7 separate regions of the Mus musculus genome follow, and all the other regions are linked to region 5. The links are chromatin contacts, called in public Hi-C, HiChIP or PLAC-seq, Micro-C and promoter capture Hi-C maps. All regions are on one chromosome and are shown on one strand. The core of a region is the stretch at or near the end of the contact, and the rest is flanking DNA. Distances in the headings are between cores, read along the strand shown.

Evidence for each region. Promoter capture Hi-C pulls out the DNA fragments that hold promoters and counts their contacts. A called contact is a pair of places that touch in the nucleus more often than the background predicts. HiChIP or PLAC-seq counts read pairs in DNA pulled down with a chosen protein or histone mark.
Region 1: a contact with region 5 is called in an H3K4me3 HiChIP or PLAC-seq map of forebrain, with 6 times the contacts expected there. The contact joins the enhancer-like site here to the promoter of Fam155a in region 5. A contact is called at or near these places in 12 of 39 promoter capture datasets (cranial neural crest, embryonic stem cells, frontonasal cranial neural crest and 6 more), 9 of 115 datasets of contacts at active chromatin or transcription factors (VIP interneurons, embryonic basal ganglia, embryonic forebrain and 6 more) and 3 of 9 other capture datasets (adipose tissue, embryonic stem cells and pancreatic islet).
Region 2: a contact with region 5 is called in a promoter capture Hi-C map of hippocampal neurons, with 9 times the contacts expected there. The contact joins the enhancer-like site here to the promoter of Fam155a in region 5. A contact is called at or near these places in 9 of 39 promoter capture datasets (3T3-L1-derived adipocytes, cranial neural crest, embryonic stem cells and 5 more), 9 of 484 Hi-C or Micro-C datasets (brain, cerebellar granule neurons, cerebellum and 3 more), 8 of 115 datasets of contacts at active chromatin or transcription factors (SST interneurons, VIP interneurons, embryonic forebrain and 5 more) and 1 of 9 other capture datasets (pancreatic islet).
Region 3: a contact with region 5 is called in a Micro-C map of the AtT-20 cell line, with 2.9 times the contacts expected there. The contact joins the enhancer-like site here to the promoter of Fam155a in region 5. A contact is called at or near these places in 5 of 39 promoter capture datasets (3T3-L1-derived adipocytes, cranial neural crest, embryonic stem cells and 2 more), 3 of 484 Hi-C or Micro-C datasets (the AtT-20 cell line and cortical neurons), 6 of 115 datasets of contacts at active chromatin or transcription factors (SST interneurons, VIP interneurons, embryonic forebrain and 3 more) and 2 of 9 other capture datasets (adipose tissue and pancreatic islet).
Region 4: an H3K4me3 HiChIP or PLAC-seq map of forebrain shows a contact between it and region 5, with 10 times the contacts expected there. The contact joins the enhancer-like site here to the promoter of Fam155a in region 5. A contact is called at or near these places in 3 of 39 promoter capture datasets (cranial neural crest, frontonasal cranial neural crest and second pharyngeal arch cranial neural crest), 8 of 115 datasets of contacts at active chromatin or transcription factors (VIP interneurons, astrocytes, differentiating embryonic stem cells and 5 more) and 1 of 9 other capture datasets (pancreatic islet).
Region 6: a contact with region 5 is called in a Hi-C map of cortical neurons, with 3 times the contacts expected there. The contact joins the enhancer-like site here to the promoter of Fam155a in region 5. A contact is called at or near these places in 12 of 39 promoter capture datasets (the 3T3-L1 cell line, the HPC-7 cell line, cranial neural crest and 7 more), 3 of 484 Hi-C or Micro-C datasets (cortical neurons and nephron progenitors), 7 of 115 datasets of contacts at active chromatin or transcription factors (VIP interneurons, embryonic basal ganglia, embryonic forebrain and 4 more) and 1 of 9 other capture datasets (embryonic stem cells).
Region 7: a contact with region 5 is called in a promoter capture Hi-C map of hippocampal neurons, with 8 times the contacts expected there. The contact joins the enhancer-like site here to the promoter of Fam155a in region 5. A contact is called at or near these places in 7 of 39 promoter capture datasets (cranial neural crest, embryonic stem cells, hippocampal neurons and 3 more), 8 of 115 datasets of contacts at active chromatin or transcription factors (embryonic basal ganglia, embryonic forebrain, embryonic hindbrain and 5 more) and 2 of 9 other capture datasets (adipose tissue and pancreatic islet).

The regions. Positions count from the first base shown.
Region 1 is chr8:9,362,283-9,365,136 of GRCm38.p6, reverse strand. All of the region lies in intron 1 of Fam155a (family with sequence similarity 155, member A), which reads left to right. Among named protein-coding and RNA genes, the nearest start is that of Gm39128, 200 kb to the right of the region's middle. Within about 2 kb of position 1,591, at least 3 of the 459 cell types and tissues checked have an H3K27ac peak or open chromatin away from gene starts, as enhancers often do. A contact at or near this core is called in forebrain, where this site is marked.
Region 2 is chr8:9,452,558-9,455,257 of GRCm38.p6, reverse strand. The region is part of intron 1 of Fam155a (family with sequence similarity 155, member A); the gene reads left to right. Among named protein-coding and RNA genes, the nearest start is that of Gm39128, 290 kb to the right of the region's middle. Within about 2 kb of position 1,262, at least 2 of the 459 cell types and tissues checked have an H3K27ac peak or open chromatin away from gene starts, as enhancers often do. A contact at or near this core is called in hippocampal neurons, where this site is marked.
Region 3 is chr8:9,431,291-9,434,143 of GRCm38.p6, reverse strand. All of the region lies in intron 1 of Fam155a (family with sequence similarity 155, member A), which reads left to right. Among named protein-coding and RNA genes, the nearest start is that of Gm39128, 270 kb to the right of the region's middle. Within about 2 kb of position 1,588, at least 4 of the 459 cell types and tissues checked have an H3K27ac peak or open chromatin away from gene starts, as enhancers often do. A contact at or near this core is called in the AtT-20 cell line, where this site is marked.
Region 4 is chr8:9,260,166-9,263,050 of GRCm38.p6, reverse strand. The region is part of intron 1 of Fam155a (family with sequence similarity 155, member A); the gene reads left to right. Among named protein-coding and RNA genes, the nearest start is that of Gm39128, 94 kb to the right of the region's middle. Within about 2 kb of position 1,395, at least 9 of the 459 cell types and tissues checked have an H3K27ac peak or open chromatin away from gene starts, as enhancers often do. A contact at or near this core is called in VIP interneurons, where this site is marked.
Region 5 is chr8:9,769,699-9,772,398 of GRCm38.p6, reverse strand. Fam155a (family with sequence similarity 155, member A) reads left to right here and starts at 1,376. Exons shown (of 3, transcript NM_173446.2): 1 at 1,376-2,322. The coding sequence starts at 1,381.
Region 6 is chr8:9,296,789-9,299,622 of GRCm38.p6, reverse strand. All of the region lies in intron 1 of Fam155a (family with sequence similarity 155, member A), which reads left to right. Among named protein-coding and RNA genes, the nearest start is that of Gm39128, 130 kb to the right of the region's middle. Within about 2 kb of position 1,347, at least 3 of the 459 cell types and tissues checked have an H3K27ac peak or open chromatin away from gene starts, as enhancers often do. A contact at or near this core is called in cortical neurons, where this site is marked.
Region 7 is chr8:9,396,891-9,399,825 of GRCm38.p6, reverse strand. The region is part of intron 1 of Fam155a (family with sequence similarity 155, member A); the gene reads left to right. Among named protein-coding and RNA genes, the nearest start is that of Gm39128, 230 kb to the right of the region's middle. Within about 2 kb of position 1,570, at least 13 of the 459 cell types and tissues checked have an H3K27ac peak or open chromatin away from gene starts, as enhancers often do. A contact at or near this core is called in hippocampal neurons, where this site is marked.

The DNA.
Region 1 (2,854 bases), core at 342-2,841, 410 kb after region 5:
GAAGTTCTGTCACTTCTTCCACCATGTAGGTGATTCAGAACCCAGTGGCCAGCTTGGTGGCCAGTGCCTTTACCAGCTTTCACCAGCCCAAACCTGTCATTTTAAAGGAGCTTTCAGTGTAATTAATTTTCAAGAATTAAAAAAAATAATAATTTTTACCATGCTTCACAACAGACATGCTGTATATTTAAATTAAGAAACCATGCATTTAGAGCAGAATTAAGAAGAAATTCTCATTTTCAGTTGGGCTTTAATAAGATAAGATACATTTATGTAACTTTGGACTTTTGAAATTATGATGGGAATGAGAACTAGCATTTAATTAGGTCTTAATTTGTGCCAAAACCACCACTGTTCACTTTCCTTTGGTTATATAACTTGATTTGCACAACCATATAAGGCAGGTATGGATGTTATCATGTTCCTACAGATGGGCAGACAGATTTTCAGGGACCGATTGGCCTGCTAGAAACTCAGCAGCCAATGTAGGATGGAGATGAACCAGAGCAGGTTCAGGCCAAGTCACACAGTGACCAGTAGATACCAGCTTTCCCTTGGTACCTACCTGCCTTAGCAAGGACGGCGACAATACATGTCTCAACTGTCTTCAGTTTCTTCCCCTTTTTTCTATCAGATGGATTCAGTCTGCTTTGTGTTTAATCTTCTTTTTCTATCATGCAGGTCCAGCTTGCTTTGTTTTTATTGAATTTACATGCAAATGGAGGATATCTAATTGAGAAAAAAATCAATATAGAATATTCACATTACCTGTATCTGACTAGGAGAGAAATGCATTGCTTAGCTGTACTTAATTAGATTATAATCTATTCACTAGTAAATGGACAACACCTGTGGTTTTCAGTTGCTAAAGAGAGACAAATTGACAAATTGTGGAGGGAAATAACAAATAACTTGTTCCTTTAAAACTTTAGTAATTACTGCATTATTTTGTTAATAAACTCCCAAGATCTCTGCAGAACAACACAAGGAGAAGGCCAATCTCATTCTCGGGAGAGGTGGGGACACTGCCTCAGAGCGTTCATGCAGTGTGTCATTTGCAAAGAATATAATTCTAAAGCAAAGGCCTTGTGCTTGTAAGGAGAAAATGAATTAAAAATGACTCACAAATTTATCTCTCAGGTAAGTAGACAGGCTGTTCTTAATTTTATAATTGCTTCTGAGTTCTCAGAAGTGCAGCTTTAATTTAAAGTGGACTATTCTTACAGCCCAGATGTTGGGTTTTCTGGATAGAAACAACAAATGTTCCTGGCAAAGTGTCTTACTAGCACCAGACAACAGAACTTTTCTCCTTCCAGTGTGGTAGTGATCCCTGGAAAACACACTTCACATTAGCAAGGCATAATTATTTCCTTTGGGAAAAAAAAAAGAAGAAGAAGAAAGAAAGGTAATTTGCTTGTGGAACGTGTAGAGGCACTGTATATGCCAAACTTATACTTTTGATAGCTTTAGAATTAAACAAAAAAGATCAAAGGTAGCCCTTACATGTCAAATGCACAAAATGAATGTGTATACAGGGGCTGCTATTATGTAAATTCAATAAGCCTGTGGAATCCTAATTTGTTCAGCTGAATACTACTGGAAAGCTTTAGCTTACAAATGAGGTGAAATCTGACATGGTAAACTAGGTGCTATAAATAACCTAAGAGCGCCTCGCTTACTTATTTATTATAAAAGCAATGGCTATATTCCTAAAGAAAGGGTTGAGGAGATCAGCAGCCAATTTCTTCCTCCAGGAGGCTGTGAGCAGCAGTGCAGAGCTTCAGGGCCTGCTGTTCTCTCCAGAGTGGAGCCACTGCTTAGAAGCTGCAGATGTCCTGTAGGTATGCACTAAAAAGGATCCTTACAGTTTAATGGGGTCGTGGAGGGCTTGGAATGTGGACACCTACTAACCTGTAGCATCTTAACCTGTAGGAAACGCAGCAGGGCCAACATGTGGCACCTGTCCATCTTGCATCGCCATGTCCATACCTTGTAGTCATTGACCACCCCCACCTTGCACTGCTATCTTTGGGCACCTGGGCAATCAATTCCCCTGGACCTTGCAGTTTCCTACTGTCTGCTTCACACAGTGTTTACACTCTAAAGCAGAACTCACACCAGCCGCTTAGCCCAGAGCTGATGAATCACAGGGACTACAAAACAGTTTATGCATGAGGAAGGAAAACGAGGTGGACTGCCCTCAGACGATAAGATGGTTCTTAGTGTCGACCTGTAAAGTGTGAATATCACTCTATTCTAGCAAGTGACCTAGCATACCTCAGAGTGAGTAAGACAGGAAAACGTGGAGCAGTCTCGCAGGTGGGAGGAGCCTCAGGACAAGGGGCACCCAGAACCACCGGTGTGGGGATCATCCCAGAAGCAGTAGGAGTAAAATACTGTGAGCTAAAAATGCTACATTAGTCCTTGTTCTTAGTTGTGACAAACTGTGGTTATGTAAGATACCAACATTAGGAGTCGGAGGAAGCGATTGATCCAGCAACTCTGCCGTAAAATCTAAAATTATTCAGAAACTAACAACAACGCACCGTACTGAAGAGCCGCAGATCCAGTATAGTGCTGAGGACGTGAGCTCAGCTCTTCCCTTCTGCTGGGGTTATCAATAAAGATGGATTACTTAGAGGCTATCACCCACATGTGGGCATATATGTACTGAGTATATGTATATGTATATGTATATGTATATGTATATGTATATGTATATGTATATGTATATGTATATGTATATGTATATGTACTCTCATATATGTACTGAGTACATGCGACATGTGCCAAAGGGCACATGATCATGTGGAATGGCATTCATTTGAAAACTGTTTTTGGCAAATATCCCATT
Region 2 (2,700 bases), core at 13-2,512, 320 kb after region 5:
TTACAGTCCATTCTTGCAAGGAACTTGAAGCAGCTGAGTCCCATCTCCAGAGTAGAGAGAAACACTAGCACACCTGTCAGTTCTCAGCCCCCTCTATATGGGATAGGATCCCCATGCCTAGGAAATGGCACTGCCCAAGGTGGGCTTGGGTTTCCCACATCAATTAATGTAACCAAGAAAATCTCCCAGAATATGCCCACAGGCCAGTTCATCTACAAAATCTCTCACTGAGAATTCCCAGATGATTATAGATTTGTGTCAACTTGGCAATTAACTCAAACCATCTCTGGGACCAGATGTAACCATGCTCCAGCCAGCTTCTTCCTTTAAATGTTTACCTGATCTGGGGCCTTTTTCACAAACTGTTATAGGAAAAGCAGAATTAACTCAAAAGGTGATGAGATCAAGATACCTGTGTCTGCATTTTACTATTTTTGTGAAACAGTTAACTCATCCCACCTTCTAGTATTGATGAAAATACAGAATTTGTGAGATGAATGGATTTGCTAAAGAAATCAGAGCTGATGAGTGTCATGGCACCTACCATTCAGATAGCTCAACTCATGCTTTATCATTGAAATGACTTTAGTTCATTAGTATTTTAATCAATGACTCAACTATTACAATTTCAAGTGTATTATATTACATTATGCAACTGGTATACAAATATATTAATATATGCACTATTGATATGCATTACCATGTTAAATATTAGTAATCTCCTTCTGTTGCTTATTTGCTTGAAGCATTTATGACCAACCTCAAAGATTCTAATATTCATTATTACACAGGCAGATTGTAAACTGCTCTAATGCTTTGAATATTTCAGAGACTGTGTAGAATTTTCTGGGATGTTTACCCCCTCGGCCAACCATTTCTCATCCTGAAGGCCAGGCCACAACCCATTTGAGGGTCGAGGGACCCTTTCACAAGAATGACCTAAGACCATTGGAAAACACATATGTTTACATTACAAGTCATAACAGTAGCAAAGATATAGTTACGAAGCAGTAATGAAAATAATCTTGTGGCTGGGGGTCACCACAGCCACACGAGGAACTGTATTAAATGGGCGCAGCATAAGGAAGGGTGAGATCCACTGCTCTAGAGTGTCACAGAAAACAGCTAGAGTGCCTCCCGTGTTCCCACCCAGAGCCGAACAGTCATGCAAAACTTTCCAATATGGTGAGTCATGATGGATGCATTTTTAAATAGCACCGCACAGTAGATATTATTTCTGTTTTTCCTAATCCTCGGGCTAATCTCTTTTTATTGTACAAAGTAGGATTTCCAATGAGACAGTAGCACCCAGAGTGGGTGGTGTGGGAAACGGCTCAGACATGGGCATGAGTGGGTAGTGCATCCTGAGAACATCCAGTCCATTTGTGTCATGTTTTATACCCTTGTTAGGACAGCTGTCCACCTCTCCCCCACTAACCTGATTCTTGATGATCTGCCCAACAATGGATTCTAATGTTTCTGCATATATTTCAATAAACCCAATAGGGTATATATATTTTAAATAGAATCAAGAAAGTAAGACAATTTAAGGATCAACCAACATGAATTTATAGTAAATTGCTCATATTAAGACAGAATTTGACTAGCCCTGTAGACCTCTCTGTTGAGCATTTCCACTGTCCCTTTCTTTTGGGGAACTTAAATCTAAGATATTTATGCCCAGATTAAGGTAAGGAACACAGAGACAGGTTGTATGTTTTAAATATGTGTGACAAGCTTAAGATAAAACAGAGAGGCACAGGATGTTTGTTTTAAATCTGTGCCCTACTTGAGTGGCCTGTGCTGATTTTTTTTCTTATATAACCTTCTTTCCTCTATCATGAAAAAAAAAAAACAAACAAAAAACAAAAAACCCAGGCATCTACAAAAATGCTTGAGCCCACACAGCTTAGCATAAAATTCTATTTTATATCAGAATAATAGTCTCCCCTTGGATAGATGACTTCATGTTCTCTATACCCTGACTCAGGGTTGGAAGGGGCTACTTTTTGTTGTTGTTTTATAACCTTCAGGAAAAGAGAACTCACTCATTTAGAAACTGATGACCCAAGAACTCCAGTTTCTTTCTTCCCTCATGCTAGAACACTCAGACATGTTAACTTTCCTGATAACATTCCAAACGTGTGATAAATTTTTAGTATCTATTTTCAAAGCTACAACCACCCAGAAATATACCCCAAAATACTTTACAATATACCCCAAAAAATGGAAAGGATACAACTGCATTGAAAAGTTTTAAACAAATGTTTACAGCAATACTATTTTATTTATTATAGTCAAAAGTGGAAGCAATAGAAATTATGAAGGACTATTGTAGCAACATGAGTAATGGAGATTATTGAAGAGGGCATAAAGGCATGAATATGATATGGAATGAAGTTCCTAGCTACAAAATGGATAGATCTTGGCAATACTGCCAAATTGAAAGAAGTTAATCCCAAGACACACACATGAGTATGATTTTACCATCATACTTCTCTGGGACAGGAAATAGAGACATAAGCAAAGCAACAGATAATCTGTCTGTCCCCCTAGCAGGTGACTTACATCTGTACCAGGCAGACAAATGTTATCTGGAAGGCTTGATCAGTATATCCTAAAATTTAAATTCAATGACAGTCACACAGATATGTCAACTGTTGAATCATAACTTAAACCAGCAAACTGCACTGTGTGTGA
Region 3 (2,853 bases), core at 339-2,838, 340 kb after region 5:
GCCCTATCTTGGCATGCTGCTTGGTCAGGTAAAAAGTCAGCCTTTGAGGAGGTGGCTATGAACTGCATAATCCCATCAAAGACCCAGAGGCAGAAAGCCTGAGTGTTCCCAGGCCTGCCGGGTTCCAGGAGTATGCTTAGTACACACTCCAGTCTGCAACCAGGGAAGTCCCCCAGGGCTGAGGACCCTGATCTGAGGCAGGAACATGGAGTCACATTTAGAGGAAAGGAGATTGCCATATAGATGCATAAACTTTTTTATGGTGCTACAAATCGAACCCTAGACTTTGTACATACTAGGGACTTGCTCAGTTGTACAGGCTGTATTTAAACTTGGTCTGCAGCTCAAGCTGTCCTCAGACCTGCCACCCTCCTGTCTCAGTTGGAATTACAGATCTGAACCAATACGCCTGGCCAATTAGTTCATTTTTGACATTATTTTTTATAGGGAACTTTGCAGAGTGGTTTCCTTGGGATTATTCTACACATATCCTTTGACTGTCAAAGCTCCCCGATTTTTCTGGAACATGTGACCTCCAACCATTTCCCATGCTCACCCGAGAGACGCTCAAGGTCACTTCCCATGATTACACTGGGCAATGTTGAATGTGCCATTTTTATTAACTGAACAGCTTAAAAGCCAGGGGCTTTTCTCAGGTCCTGTGACTCACACCTGCATCCAGTGCAGGTTCTCTCTCCTCCTCCTGACGTTTATGTTCTTTGAATCATCCCCATACTCTACCTGGGTTGTTGCTTCTTCTTCTTCTTCTTCTTCTTCTTCTTCTTCTTCTTCTTCTTTTTTTTTTTTATTTATTTTATTCTCCACTGTACACATAGAAGTATATTATGGAAATTTTCTTACTGAAGTGTGACACTCTCATTAACTGTGTTGGTCAGAGTTCTCCAAAGGGGCATGATCAGCAGGCAAATTGCCTCATGCAACTGTGGAGACATCAGGTCCAACACTCCGAAGCTGGAGGTCAGCAAGCTAGAGACTGGGAAAAACAAGTCCAAAGGCCGCCGCCTGGAGACAGAATTTCCTCTTTGTCAAGGGCGGTCAGTTTATTCCTCACAAAGCCTTCAAAGGATTAGAGAGGGCTCTCCATGCTGTAGTGTTTTATATGTTTTGTAAACTGGGTGGTTTTTTTTTTTTAATCAGAATGCATTTATTGTAGATTAGTGTTCGCTCGCGTATCTTTCACCATGGCTTAGGAACGTTGACATCAGGACAATTCATTACACTGTGTTAACCGGTTTGGTGCAGAGAGCAGAATTGCCAGCAGTGGGACATTTTTGATGATGTCAGCATCTCTGCCTGTACTCAGGCCCCTGACATTCTATGGTGTCCTTAGGTAAGAATGTGTCAGATGACACGGGAAAAGGAAGCCAAACATCTCGGCTCCTGGTGGCCCTTCAAATACCACACCCTCTGGGAGCATTGCCAGCTCTTAATTAGATGGAGCCCATCTATTCTTCCAGCCCTCTCATCATGTCTTCCTTGGAATCTCACTCCCCCGAGCCTGGGCTGAAGGCAGCATGTCAGAGTCATCTCCTGTCCTCCCGGGACACAGCCTTTTATGCAATAGATGCTTCAGAGCTCATGCCACGCAGGATCACAAGACCAGCTCCAGACTCAGCTCTGAGGATCTGTTTCTATGCTTTGTTGGCTTAAGATAATAGTGTTTACATAATAATAACATGCTGAAATGTGAGGGGACACAAGGCTGGATTTCCTTACTTCTTATGCTAGAGTTCGGAAGAACTCTAAGAGTGAGGTATTGTTGGTTATGTCTACTGAGGTGTTTACTGGTGACCACAAGTGACTCAGCATTTCAATGTATCACAGTTTTCAGGGACTTTCAGATTAGGTTAACCTTATCAATTCACAAAATATTCAGCCTCAAAACACAGGTGTATCCCTAGAACGCCTGTGGCTGACTGGGAGGACTTAGTTTCCCTTTAAATGTCTGGGAAGACTAAGTCTTCCTTCACCTTCACTGTAACATACACTGTAGTTCCAGCATCAGATGATGCAAGCTTTCTAGTTTCATTTTTTCTTCTGAATTTTTTTTTTATAAACAGACTATAGTGATATTTGTTGATACCAGGATTGGCTCTGAACCCAGTGACATCACACCTAGGTGACAGTGACCAGCACATCTGTTGCCAAGGCAACCACCACCATATTCCCAGAATCCACTTGGCTCACCTCCCACCTTCACCTGTGAACAGCTATATCACTATCCAAATAAAAGGAAGACCCCTCCGACCCCTGGCTCTCTCATCCTCTCCTCCTTCTCCGCTGCCACCTCTGCCCTTTCTTCCTACAATAAACCTCACATGGAACTGTTTGGCTTGGTGTGGTCTGTCTCAAGCTGCACTTCTAACGCAATATTACTAACCAAAGGAGTTAAAAAAAGCTTTTATAAGTGTATTTTGTTTAAATGTAGGCATTCTACAGGGATACCACTTTCAGTGAAAAAAAAAATTCATCAGAATTTTAGTAATCACATGATCTCATGTTATCATTATTTGTATTCTTTAAAATTTCCCTTTGGTCCAGAATAAAAATGTTACTGTCTTATAGTATAAATGTACTTTGGGCCCAATTCATCCTGCAAATGTGGTAATTTATATGATTTTTAGTGAAGTCAAAAATACTGTGAGGCTGATATGCTAGGAAGATTTATATAATGACAAAATAATGAGATTTGGATGAAAGAATGATTCAGTTAATGATAAGCTGAAGCGACAGGGAGGCGGGCATCTGCAGTGTTTGTACTGCGACAGCATGCCTTGGTTCAGATCTCAGCTCACCCACTACTCATTAGCTGTATAGCCCTGGTCCATTCAG
Region 4 (2,885 bases), core at 146-2,645, 510 kb after region 5:
AATAGACAGAAATATTACTCTCTCTCTCTCTGTATAGGAATTAAATAAAAATTCTTAGACTGCCAGGTGGTGTTGGCATGCACCTTTAACCCCAGCACTTGGGAGGCAGAAGCACATGAGTTCAAGGGTAGACTGATCTACAGACGAAGTTCCAGGACACCTAAGGCTACATGAGAAACCCTGTCTCAAAACAGCAGCAATAAAACTCTTGGACCAGGAAGTGTTCTGAAGTTTCTGCTTGCAACCTGTACTGCATTAATGAACATGCATTAATGAGAAACAAAATATATACTTATGTATTTTACTGTCCCCCTGTTAGCCTTTCCTAAAGCAAACCCTGTGTTCAGTATCTTTATTCACATTAATTAATATAATATTAATTTGTTAGAAAGCTGTCTGGTTGAGTGTTTTATATTGTCATGATAGAAAATTGTACTTTCAGTTGTGTGTGCAGAGTCCCCTGCACTAGCCTCCTTCACTAAACTGGAACGCCAATGTCCATTAGAATGTCCCATGGGGTGGTAATGTTATTTACCTGTATTGGACAATGGGTGATGGAGAACTTGCAATAGCTCTGGTATAACAGAGGAGCTAGATTCTATCTCTAAATTAGTCTATGATTAAGTATCTACATGGGTAGGTATCATTTGAGGGTAGGGGTAGCTCTAGGGAGAAAGAAAGGAAGGAAGGAAGGAAGGAAAAAGGGAGGGAGGGAAGAAGAAACAAAGAAAGAAAGAAAGAAAGGAAGGAAGGAAGGAAGGAAGGAAGGAAGGAAGGAAGGAAGGAAGGAAGGAAGAAAGAAAGAAAGAAAGAAAGAAAGAAAGAAAGAAAGAAAGAAAGAAAGAAAGAAAGAAAGAAAGAAAGACTATTAATTCAAAAGTTCTCCGGTTAACTAGTCTTTAGGCCACAGGGAATCTTGAGTCTTGACTTGCTTGTGAATGCATTACTTCCAAGAGCTGTCTGCAGTCCCAGAGTAAGCCTTAATCATTTGGATAACTAAGCCAGCAAGGGCTCAATGGAAATGATAGCTTGTGGTCTGAACTCTGAGCCTGCTATTCTTGCTTCAGAGAGCACCCGGGTATTATACAGTAACAGCCCTCACGAAACATCTTCTTCCCATTTCCCTTTGTTTCCCCTTCTATTGTTCCAACAGTCACCCCATCCCTTCAGGGAGTCAGGTTTAACTTCTTCCTGACTCTTTTTCACTTCACCATTTAGAGGCACTGCCCGTTCCCATCCACGATGGCCGTGGAGGATCTGATAGGCAGCCACAGTCTTGCATCATGCTCTTCGGAAGTGCGTGTTTCCAGGAGAATGCCCAGCTGGTGACGACGGTACTCTGTTATTCCTTTCCTCTCTGAGCCTGTCTGTGAGCAGATGACAACCCAGCAGACTCACATTTCACAAAACTGCAGCCAGCCTTTGTCCAGGCCTCAGAGAGACAATGGCAGGGGTAGGGTGGGGAAGTGGATCTTTTGTTTGTTTCATGTTTCCGCCTGTGTGTCCAAAGCTCCAGAGTCATTTCTTAATATCTGTAGCTCTCTTGCTCTGTTCTAATCTCATTCCACAATCATTGCCTTTTCTTTCCTACATTGAATTAATTAAATTCCCTTTCAGTCCCAATAACATATCAGATATCTCCCGAGTACCACCTGAGACAGGAGCCCCCACCCCTTCAGATGCTATGAGCCCAGTTTACATTTAACTCATATACAATATTCTTTTGCCTAGTATTTGAGACAGCATTTTCATTTTTTTTAATGTTAACATCATTTTACTAAGGACTTTTCAAAGGTGATTTCTGTGTTGTACTTTCCTCTGTGTATGTAAGAATAGAAGATACTAGGGATAAACCAGGAGCCTCACATGTTAAGGGCTCCACCATCCAGTCACACTGCTGTTAGGATTTAAATAACATTAAGGTGCTGTTGGATTCCATACAGACTAAATTCACGGTGGGGTTTTTCCATTACCCATATTGAACAAGATAATACAGTAAACAGATTTGGCCTCAGTATATTTCAGAAATTTTATTTTAGTTCATGATGCTGGATACACTTTTAAGGTAAATAGAATTTTTCTTTTGACCTTAAAATTTGTCTCTGTTGATATCGAATGAGAGATGATAACCACGTTTCTAATGGTTCATCTGCTACTTTACCATTATACATGTCACCCAATAAATGATGGATTAGTTAATGAATTGACTAATTGAGTGTACCATCTTGAGAATTGAACCCAAGGCATCATGCATGTACGGCACGTGCTCTACCCATGAACTGTGTCCTGGGTCACAAACAGATTATTTTTCTGTAGCAATTCCAATTATTTCCCTTTTTTCTCTTTTATGTTAATCCAAGCAGATTAAAAAGGGCAAATTAATTAAAAATTAATTTAAGTAAGGAGACCTTATTCCCCTGGCTAGAAAATGTTCAGTTGCAAACTCTGTGTAAATTACTACAAATGAGAAATAAACCCTTTGCCCGTGGCTGTAGAACACTGGAGTTTCTGGAGTAAAGATTCTCATCTGAAGATGCCTCGGTGTGGGAAGGAATGTGTTCCTAGGGCTGTGTGGTACCACTTAATTAGTGGCTCCTTCCACTATAGACAAAGGTCATTGGAAGGTGAGACCTTCCATTGCAGACTGCATTCAAATATGACATTAGGTCATTTATCATCAGGAATAGTGTCCAGAGTAGCAAGTTTCTTTACAAGCAGACTAAGATATATGTATTTTTATTTAAGTAGTCTTACATCATTCTGTGTTAGCAGCAGCAGAGAATTTTGGGACAATCACTTTGAAAGGAGACTCTTAGACCAAGTCATCTTCAGCTAACCCCGAGAGGACTTGAACTCTGAGGACAAGGTTGGCTTGCCTCTGAAAA
Region 5 (2,700 bases), core at 127-2,626:
GTCACAGCTGCAGCACACACACAGTGTCGGTTAAACAGCACCGTGTAGGCAGACACACAGATGCACACACCCCGCATCCTTTCTGACCCATAAAACCGATTTAGGACAAAACCCAAACGCAGTGGAGCTCTCTAGAGACTCAAAAAGCGTTCAGACTGAGCCTGCAAAGTCACCTCGCCCCTCCTCTAATCAGCCTCCTCTTGCAGAAGATTGTCTAGCGAGGGAAATGATACCCAGTCCCTAGTCCCCAACAGGGACCTCTTAGCTGCCCTCTGGTGTCTGGGACTTGTCCCCTAGACAGCGGGGTCCTAAGGAGAAGCTGAAGACCCAGGTCAGCAGCCTTGGCCACTCGGCCCACGTCTTGACTCTGAAATAAAAAGTGGGGAGGGATCGCAACCCCTGGGCAAAAGCCTGGGTGTACAGGACCCGGAGGGGGCGGTGGACAGCGGGTCTTCAAGCTGCCGGGGCGCGTCTTCGTCCTCCGCCCCGGGCCAAGCTGCTGTCACTGCACCAGGATGGAGAGACCTCGGGGCGGGAGGAGATGACGCAAAATCCAGCGCTCCCCCCAAAAAAGTGTGCCTCCAGGACGAAGATGGCGGCAACTTAGCCCGGGGACTGAAGATGACTGTGGCCTCGGGAGGCCCAGAGCAGGCGACTCGGCCCCCGGCGGCGCCCGCGGGCAGACCTGCAGCGGCCGCGGCGACAGTCGGAGCGCGGGGTGGGGGGTGGGGGGGAGGGACAGCCCCGCCGGCGGCCGCCCAAGCTCGGGGCGCGGGGAGAGCCAGCGCGAAGTAGGCGCGGGAGGCGGAGGAGAAGCCAGCGACGGAGAGGAAGGAGGAGGAAGAGGAGGAGAAGAGGAGGAGGAGAGGAGGAGGGGAGGCGCTCCGGTCGCCGTCAGTGGGCAGCAGAGACGCGGCATGCCCCTGGCAGGGGAGAGCGGGCTGTCCTCAGCTGGGCCATGGGGACCCGCGCGCTGACAATGCCGGGGTGATAGGAGCAGCGCCAGCCACCCAGCCACCTCCACCACCATCACCTCCCGCACTCAGCCTCCCCACCGGCCAGCACAGCACCAGCCTCCGCGTCTCTCTCTCTCTCTCTCTCTCTCTCTCTCTCTCTCTCTCTCTCTCTCTCTCTCTCTTATTGTCTCCCACTCTTCAAGGGATGGGGTCGGCTGATGCTTAGGTCGGAAGCAAGATCTTCCTCCAAAGTATGGTAATATTTATGTAGGGAGAGAGAGAGAGAGAGAGAGAGAGAGAGAGAGAGAGAAGAAACGGGAGGAGGGGATACGGAAATTAAACCCTTTAAGTCAATGCATATTGTGGTGACACCGGCACAGGAGCCCTCACGGTGGAGTCGGCCAGGGCTGTGCGTTCCCAAAATATGACCAGGGGTGCTTGGATGTGTCGGCAGTATGACGACGGCTTAAAAATCTGGTTGGCAGCACCCCGGGAGAACGAGAAACCGTTCATCGATTCAGAGCGGGCTCAGAAATGGCGACTGTCTCTGGCTTCTCTCTTGTTTTTCACAGTCCTGCTCTCTGATCACTTGTGGTTCTGCGCCGAGGCCAAGCTGACCCGGACCCGGGACAAAGAGCATCACCAACAGCAGCAGCAACAGCAGCAACAGCAGCAGCAACAGCAGCAACAGCAGCAGCAGCAGCAGCAGCGACAGCAGCAGCGGCAGCGACAGCAGCAGAGGCAGCGACAGCAGGAGCCCTCCTGGCCCGCGCTCCTGGCCAGCATGGGGGAGTCCTCGCCCGCCGCCCAGGCACACAGACTCCTCTCCGCCTCCTCGTCCCCCACCCTGCCCCCCTCCCCGGGAGGCGGCGGCGGCAGCAAGGGCAACCGAGGCAAGAACAACCGGAGCAGGGCTCTTTTTCTAGGAAACTCTGCCAAGCCGGTGTGGCGCCTAGAGACTTGTTACCCCCAGGGCGCCTCCTCCGGCCAGTGCTTCACCGTGGAGAGCGCGGACGCTGTGTGCGCCAGGAACTGGAGTCGGGGGGCGGCCGCGGGGGAGGAGCAGTCGTCCAGGGGCTCTCGGCCAACTCCGCTGTGGAACTTGTCGGATTTTTACCTTTCATTTTGTAATTCCTACACACTTTGGGAGTTGTTTTCGGGGCTGTCCAGCCCCAGTACTTTGAACTGCAGTCTGGACGTGGTGCTCACGGAGGGCGGTGAGATGACCACGTGTAGACAGTGCATCGAGGCTTACCAGGACTACGACCACCACGCTCAGGAGAAGTACGAAGAGTTTGAAAGCGTGCTGCATAAGTACTTACAGTCGGATGAGTACTCGGTGAAGTCCTGTCCTGAGGACTGCAAGGTAGGCACAGCGGGTTCCTTTCCCCTTCGCTGCGGCTTTTTTTATGTTTGATTCGTTTATCTGGCTCCGGTTTTGTAAGTTTAATCATTGTTTATCTGGCTATGAGAACTTGACTTTCTGATGGAGTTGGGGACAGCTGGTAGGTTGCTGGTGGCCTGATGCCCTTCTTTTCAGAGCTCTTGGTACATCAGGGAAGTCTATCTTCTAAGATAACAAAGTCAGGGCTTGAGCTGTTTCTTCGAGCTTCGCAGTTGGCGCATACTATTCCTTTCAGGGAAATAGAGAAGGGACCAACACACGCAGGTAGCCAGAGGGAATCATTTCTCCACTTCTAACATAATCAGGTTGGTTGGTCAGAGGAACAGAAGAAAGTGTAGC
Region 6 (2,834 bases), core at 98-2,597, 470 kb after region 5:
AGGCTTAGAGCATCCGGGAGACGTGGCCAAGGCACCGTTTGCATGTCCAGCTCAGCCCTATTAATCAGTGAGACACAACATGAGACTCTGATGCAGACAGCAATGACTTGTGACTAACAATGTGGGCCTTCATTTTTCTAACTTACTGCAAATCTCTTTAGCCTGAGTGTCACCTGAGGGGCCACCAGCCACCAGTCATTGTCATTGTGTGGGTGACTCCAGCCTGGCTCAGAGGACCAAGTCCCACCTTGATATCTAATCTGTACACATTTTCATTCTCACTAGCTCGTTTCTCTCAGCTCTTGAAACCCCAGGATTATATTTCACTCATATTTTACCCAGTTGTTTCCTCTGCCCTCAGCACAGACTTTCATTTTCGGTGCTGTTGTGGCCACAGACTTTGTCCAATTCATCCTTAATAAACACTTGCAAAAATAACAGCATCTTAACATCAGGTCAAATTCATCTCATGTCAATTTAATTTTTATTTTTCAATATTTTCATACATGTTCATACATGCATATACTCTCTTTGTGTCAAATCTATTCTACTTCCTTGCCTCCAAGTCTTACCCTATCCTCTTAGCACCTTTTCTTCCTTACTTCATGTGTTCTTTCTTTCTTTAACAACAACAAAATTGAGTACACTTACTGCCTATACATTTAAGGTGTAGGGCCATCTGCTGGGCATAAGTGGCTGCCCAGTGCCTACATCCCTGAAGCAAATGCATCCCTTAACAGACATAAATTGTTAATAACTGCTCCTCAGATAGGAATGGGACTTCAGAACCTGGTTCTCCACCATCCTTGGGTTTGGCTGCCATGGTCTGATGCAAGTCTTGTGCACACAATCCCTGCTGCTGTAAGTTCATGTGAACCACAGAGCTGCTGCTTCCAGCAAATTCTATTCTGCTGCAGTTGTCCATTCGATCTGCCTCTTGTGTCCAGCCCTCTTGTTCAATGTCCTGCATGCCTTGGGAGGAAGAGTGTGATAGAGATGTACTATTTAGAGCTGAGCTCTTCAGAGACTCTTGTTCTCTGCATCAGCCTTGAGGGTTTGCACACAGAGTGAAGTACTGTGTTGAAGCAAACTCCTACCTGTTGCAGAAACTAATGCCAAAAATAAAAACTTAGAAAAGAAGTATTGTTTTTAACATCAATATTGGTTCCTAGCTTAGTCAGTCTTTAACCCAGTCACCCCTAGGGTATAGCATGACACACTTTAGCAGATTTGGAGCTGTGGTAATGAGTATTCACCATATATTCTGTAAAGTTTTAGCACTACATAAGCTATATACAATTCAATCCTAACTGCTTTCAGTGGCACTGTGGCAGTGTATCCCCTAGTCATTGTTCTGACACATTGAAAAGCAAGCGTAGGAATTGATCACACATAAACCATAGCTGCATGCTAGAGGCTCTCCTCCAGAAATGAATTTTGGCAGAGAGAATATAGTCTTCAAGACTAATGTTAATTTGATATTGCATAATTTTGTTTTTGCTTAATTAATCCATTTTTAAAAAAATCAGATAAGGAAATGCATATGCAATTGGACACGGAGCCAAATTGCAGTGGTTTGTCTTAAGCAGTTTATTTTGAATTTCCACTGAGTTTCGCACAACAATTTTCAGAATGTTATTTTGGCAAACATTTCTCTTCGGTCCTGCAAGCTCTGGCATTCTGACGGCCTCAGTCAGCTTCTTGTAGAATTTACACTTACAGTTCAGAGTGTCGCCTTGTATCAGACCCGAGGTTTCTGCAAGTGCTTTTGGGAAGCATTGATTAAGATGATTCTCCCCCGAGTACACAGGGCTGAATCTTTGCAGGTGAGGGTGAGCATCATGGCCTTAGAGTTCATTCTGGAAACAAAGTAATAAGACTGTGATATAAAAAAATGGACACTCAAAACCACAAGAGCCCAGTGCTTCACTTACAAAGCCAGCAGCTGCTGCCTGTTCCTGTCCTTCCTCCATAGCAGCCATTGTCCTCCCTTCCTCCATAGCAGCCATTGTCCTCCCCTCCTCCATAGCAGCCATTGTCCTCCCCTCCTCCATAGCAGCCATTGTCCTCCCTTCCTCCATAGCAGCCATTGTCCTCCCTTCCTCCATAGCAGCCATTGTCCTCCCTTCCTCCATAGCAGCCATTGTCCTCCCTTCCTCCATAGCAGCCATTGTCCTCCCCTCCTCCATAGCAGCCATTGTCCTCCCTTCCTCCATAGCAGCCATTGTCCTCCCTTCCTCCATAGCAGCCATTGTCCTCCCTTCCTCCATAGCAGCCATTGTCCTCCCTTCCTCCATAGCAGCCATTGTCCTCCCTTCCTCCATAGCAGCCATTGTCCTCCCTTCCTCCATAGCAGCCATTGTCCTCCCTTCCTCCATAGCAGCCATTGTCCTCCCTTCCTCCATAGCAGCCATTGTCCTCCCTTCCTCCATAGCAGCCATTGTCCTCCCTTCCTCCATAGCAGCCATTGTCCTCCCTTCCTCCATAGCAGCCATTGTCCTCCCTTCCTCCATAGCAGCCATTGTCCTCCCTTCCTCCATAGCAGCCATTGTCCTCCCTTCCTCCATAGCAGCCATTGTCCTCCCTTCCTCCATAGCAGCCATTGTCCTCCCTTCCTCCATAGCAGCCATTGTCCTCCCTTCCTCCATAGCAGCCATTGTCCTCCCTTCCTCCATAGCAGCCATTGTCCTCCCTTCCTCCATAGCAGCCATTGTCCTCCCTTCCTCCATAGCAGCCATTGTCCTCCCCTCCTCCATAGCAGCCATTGTCCTCCCTTCCTCCATAGCAGCCATTGTCCTCCCCTCCTCCATAGCAGCCATTGTCCTCCCTTCCTC
Region 7 (2,935 bases), core at 321-2,820, 370 kb after region 5:
TGCACATACTATACATACAGCATAGTATATATGTATTATAGAGTATCTATTATAATACACTTCTCCAATGGTCAGTTTCAGTTTCTCACTGAATAACTGTTAAGTAAACTGCTAGCTGTGTAATTAAGCTAATAGGACATGTGAGTAAGCATCTAAGCATTCTTTGAAATGTCTTACATACTCTGCACATGAGGTAATGGTTCTTAAATCATTGGTGTCAGAGCTTTAAATTTATAGGGATTGCTCTGTAAGTAGCAGAAATTCTTAGTAGTAGTATAGAGTGGTAAGGAGGGGTTTGAGGCATGATATAAAATACTAAAACTGTAATTGACTGCATTATTCTTGTCTTCATAGTAAGGAGGGAAATGTTCCTGTGTCATACTGACACTTAGACGTTCCGGTAAAATCCTCTACGTAATGATTCCTGGTGAAGTGGCAGCATCCGTCACATCTTAGTTATTATTATTGTCTCCATGGCAATTCATGTCAGATAAGAAATGAAAAGCCATCAGGCCTCCAGCTTATTCAGTTTGAGCAGAGATGGCTACTAGAAGCTTGCGGGGACAAGGGGTGTCTCATAAAATAGAAAGAAATAGGTAGTTTCCATTTCAATTGCAGTTTTCCCTTTAAGGCCCCTCTAGATGTCAGTATGCACATCTCCCTTTCCATCATCTGTACTGATCATAAGGATATTGATCTCATCTGTCATCACTGTAGAACTCAGTTAGGGAACAGGCAAGGGAACAGAAAGCCACCACTGAGGAGCTGCCACTAACAAGTGTGTCAGACAATTAGCACTCAGGAATGCCAAACTGCATAGCTCTCTGTGTGAAGAGCAAGATGTCTTTGTGGCCTCAGAGTATCTTCCCATAGGGTATCTATTAATTACAGAGGGGGAAATAACCTGTAATGGAGAAACTTAGCAGACATCAGGTTATACAAAGACTGAACTCGGTGTTGTTAGTAATGGACGTCCCCTGATGTGAGCGATGCAGTAAGACTGTTCTCTGTATAATTCATCCAACATGCTCATGGTAATGGAGACAGACTTTAGTTACATAACAGCAGCAGCAGGGAAAGGCTGTGGTTCAGGAGACCTGAGGAGAGCATCCTAAGCACACAGCACAGACCAGTTTTGCAACAAAACATCTTGCAGGGAAATAATTTGAAGATTGATATCCAGCATATAAAATTGCTCTAAAGCTTTGGCAGATATGCAGGATTATACATGTGTCTTAAATAAACTCATAATAATAATTGATTGCCATTCCAGAGTAATTTCAAAGCTCAAAATGCTATTAGGATTCCAAGATTTATTTTTTCAGAGATTTAATGTGAGACTGCTGTAGATTTTCAGTCAGAGGCAACAACGCTGAGGTGGATTCAGCATTGGGAAAGCCGAGGGCGGGATTCATTCGTACAGTCCCCACACTATCTTGTGATTCTCTTCCCTATCATCAGAGAAAAATACAGAAGAAAAAATGTTTTCAAAGACTCAGGTTGGTTTGATCACGTTGAAATAGCAGCTTCTGGTGGTGAAAGAGACCTGCTTTAGAAAATGGGTTTTTCCCACCAGGGAAGTGGAAAATTCTACACTGCACCACCAGAGGCCACAGCCTGCACTGCAGAGCAGACAGAGCGAGACTTACAAGCTTTGCAGCCCCTCCTGCCTCTGACCCATGGCCTCCCACAACCTGCTCGTGTTACTAGAACCACTCTAGTAACTTTGTTACTAGAACCACTCTAGTAACTTTGTTACTAGTTCTGAATTGGGCTTCCTTCATTTAAATCTGTTGAAAAAGCATGTATCAGTATGTTCCTGTTTCCCAGGGCAGAGATCCATGGAGCCTCATCCTATGTGTGAATAAAACTGACAGGGCTCAGGGGAGAGCGTTCCTTTATTAGTTTCCCCATGACCGCTGTAACAAACCACCGCTCGTGGTCATTTTCTTACTGTGTAGTTCTCAGGCCAAAAGGCCCAGTTAAGCTTCAGTAAGATAATAAGTAGACGTCAGCAAGATTTTCTTCATCTCAGAGGGCCCAAGGAGGTATGCAATGCCAGCAGCTACCTAGTATTCCAGTTGGTGAACCATACAGTATCAATGGCATCTCTCTGACCAACCTAAGCTTCTATCACCATATGTCCGTGATGTATCTTCTGCCTCCTGTACTTACAGTATCCCTCAAGGTCTCAAACGTATCTTCAAGTCTACTTGTCTTTTGAGATGTACTTTTGTTCAGGTACTGAAGAAAAACAGGGGACATTTGGTGAGTTATTATCTGCCTGTTTCTCTTGGCTTGCAGTAAGAACAACAGTAAGAAGGGATTGTGAGTTTGGGATAACAGCCTACCTTTGATGTATTGAGCAGATTCTATTAGAAACCCTAAGGAGACACTGTCATCTCTAGATGAAGGCATAAATGCAGTTGTCACCTTCTTGGTGACAGCCATCATGATCTTAGTTGACAGCTATAAACTCTCTAGGAACAGCGTCCAAGACTTGCAAGCTTTAGCAGAGTTCACTTTTGCTAGAGGCGAGTATCTGACTTCATGATGAAAAGTGAAATATGTAATGTTTTACATTATATAAGTAGCATAATCATGGCTTCATTGACTTCTTTCTCTTAGGACACAAAGAAACATTCCTTTTGTAGAGTTAAGTTACCAATATACAATATATACATGGATGTATTTGAAAAATACCCATTTTAGAAATTATCTAAACAAATTAAATATCTAGGTAAGACAGCGTGATGATTAATTGTATTCATTTGCTCTTTTTACAATTGAAAACCCTTTATTGCCATTGCTGATTATAAACATGTGCAAAAAAGTCGAAGCGCTTCCAATATCAAAAGAGATCTCATTTACTATTCAGTTTTTTTATTTCATTTGGAAGCACTCAAGTTGAACTCTATTTAACTATAGGGTCCTA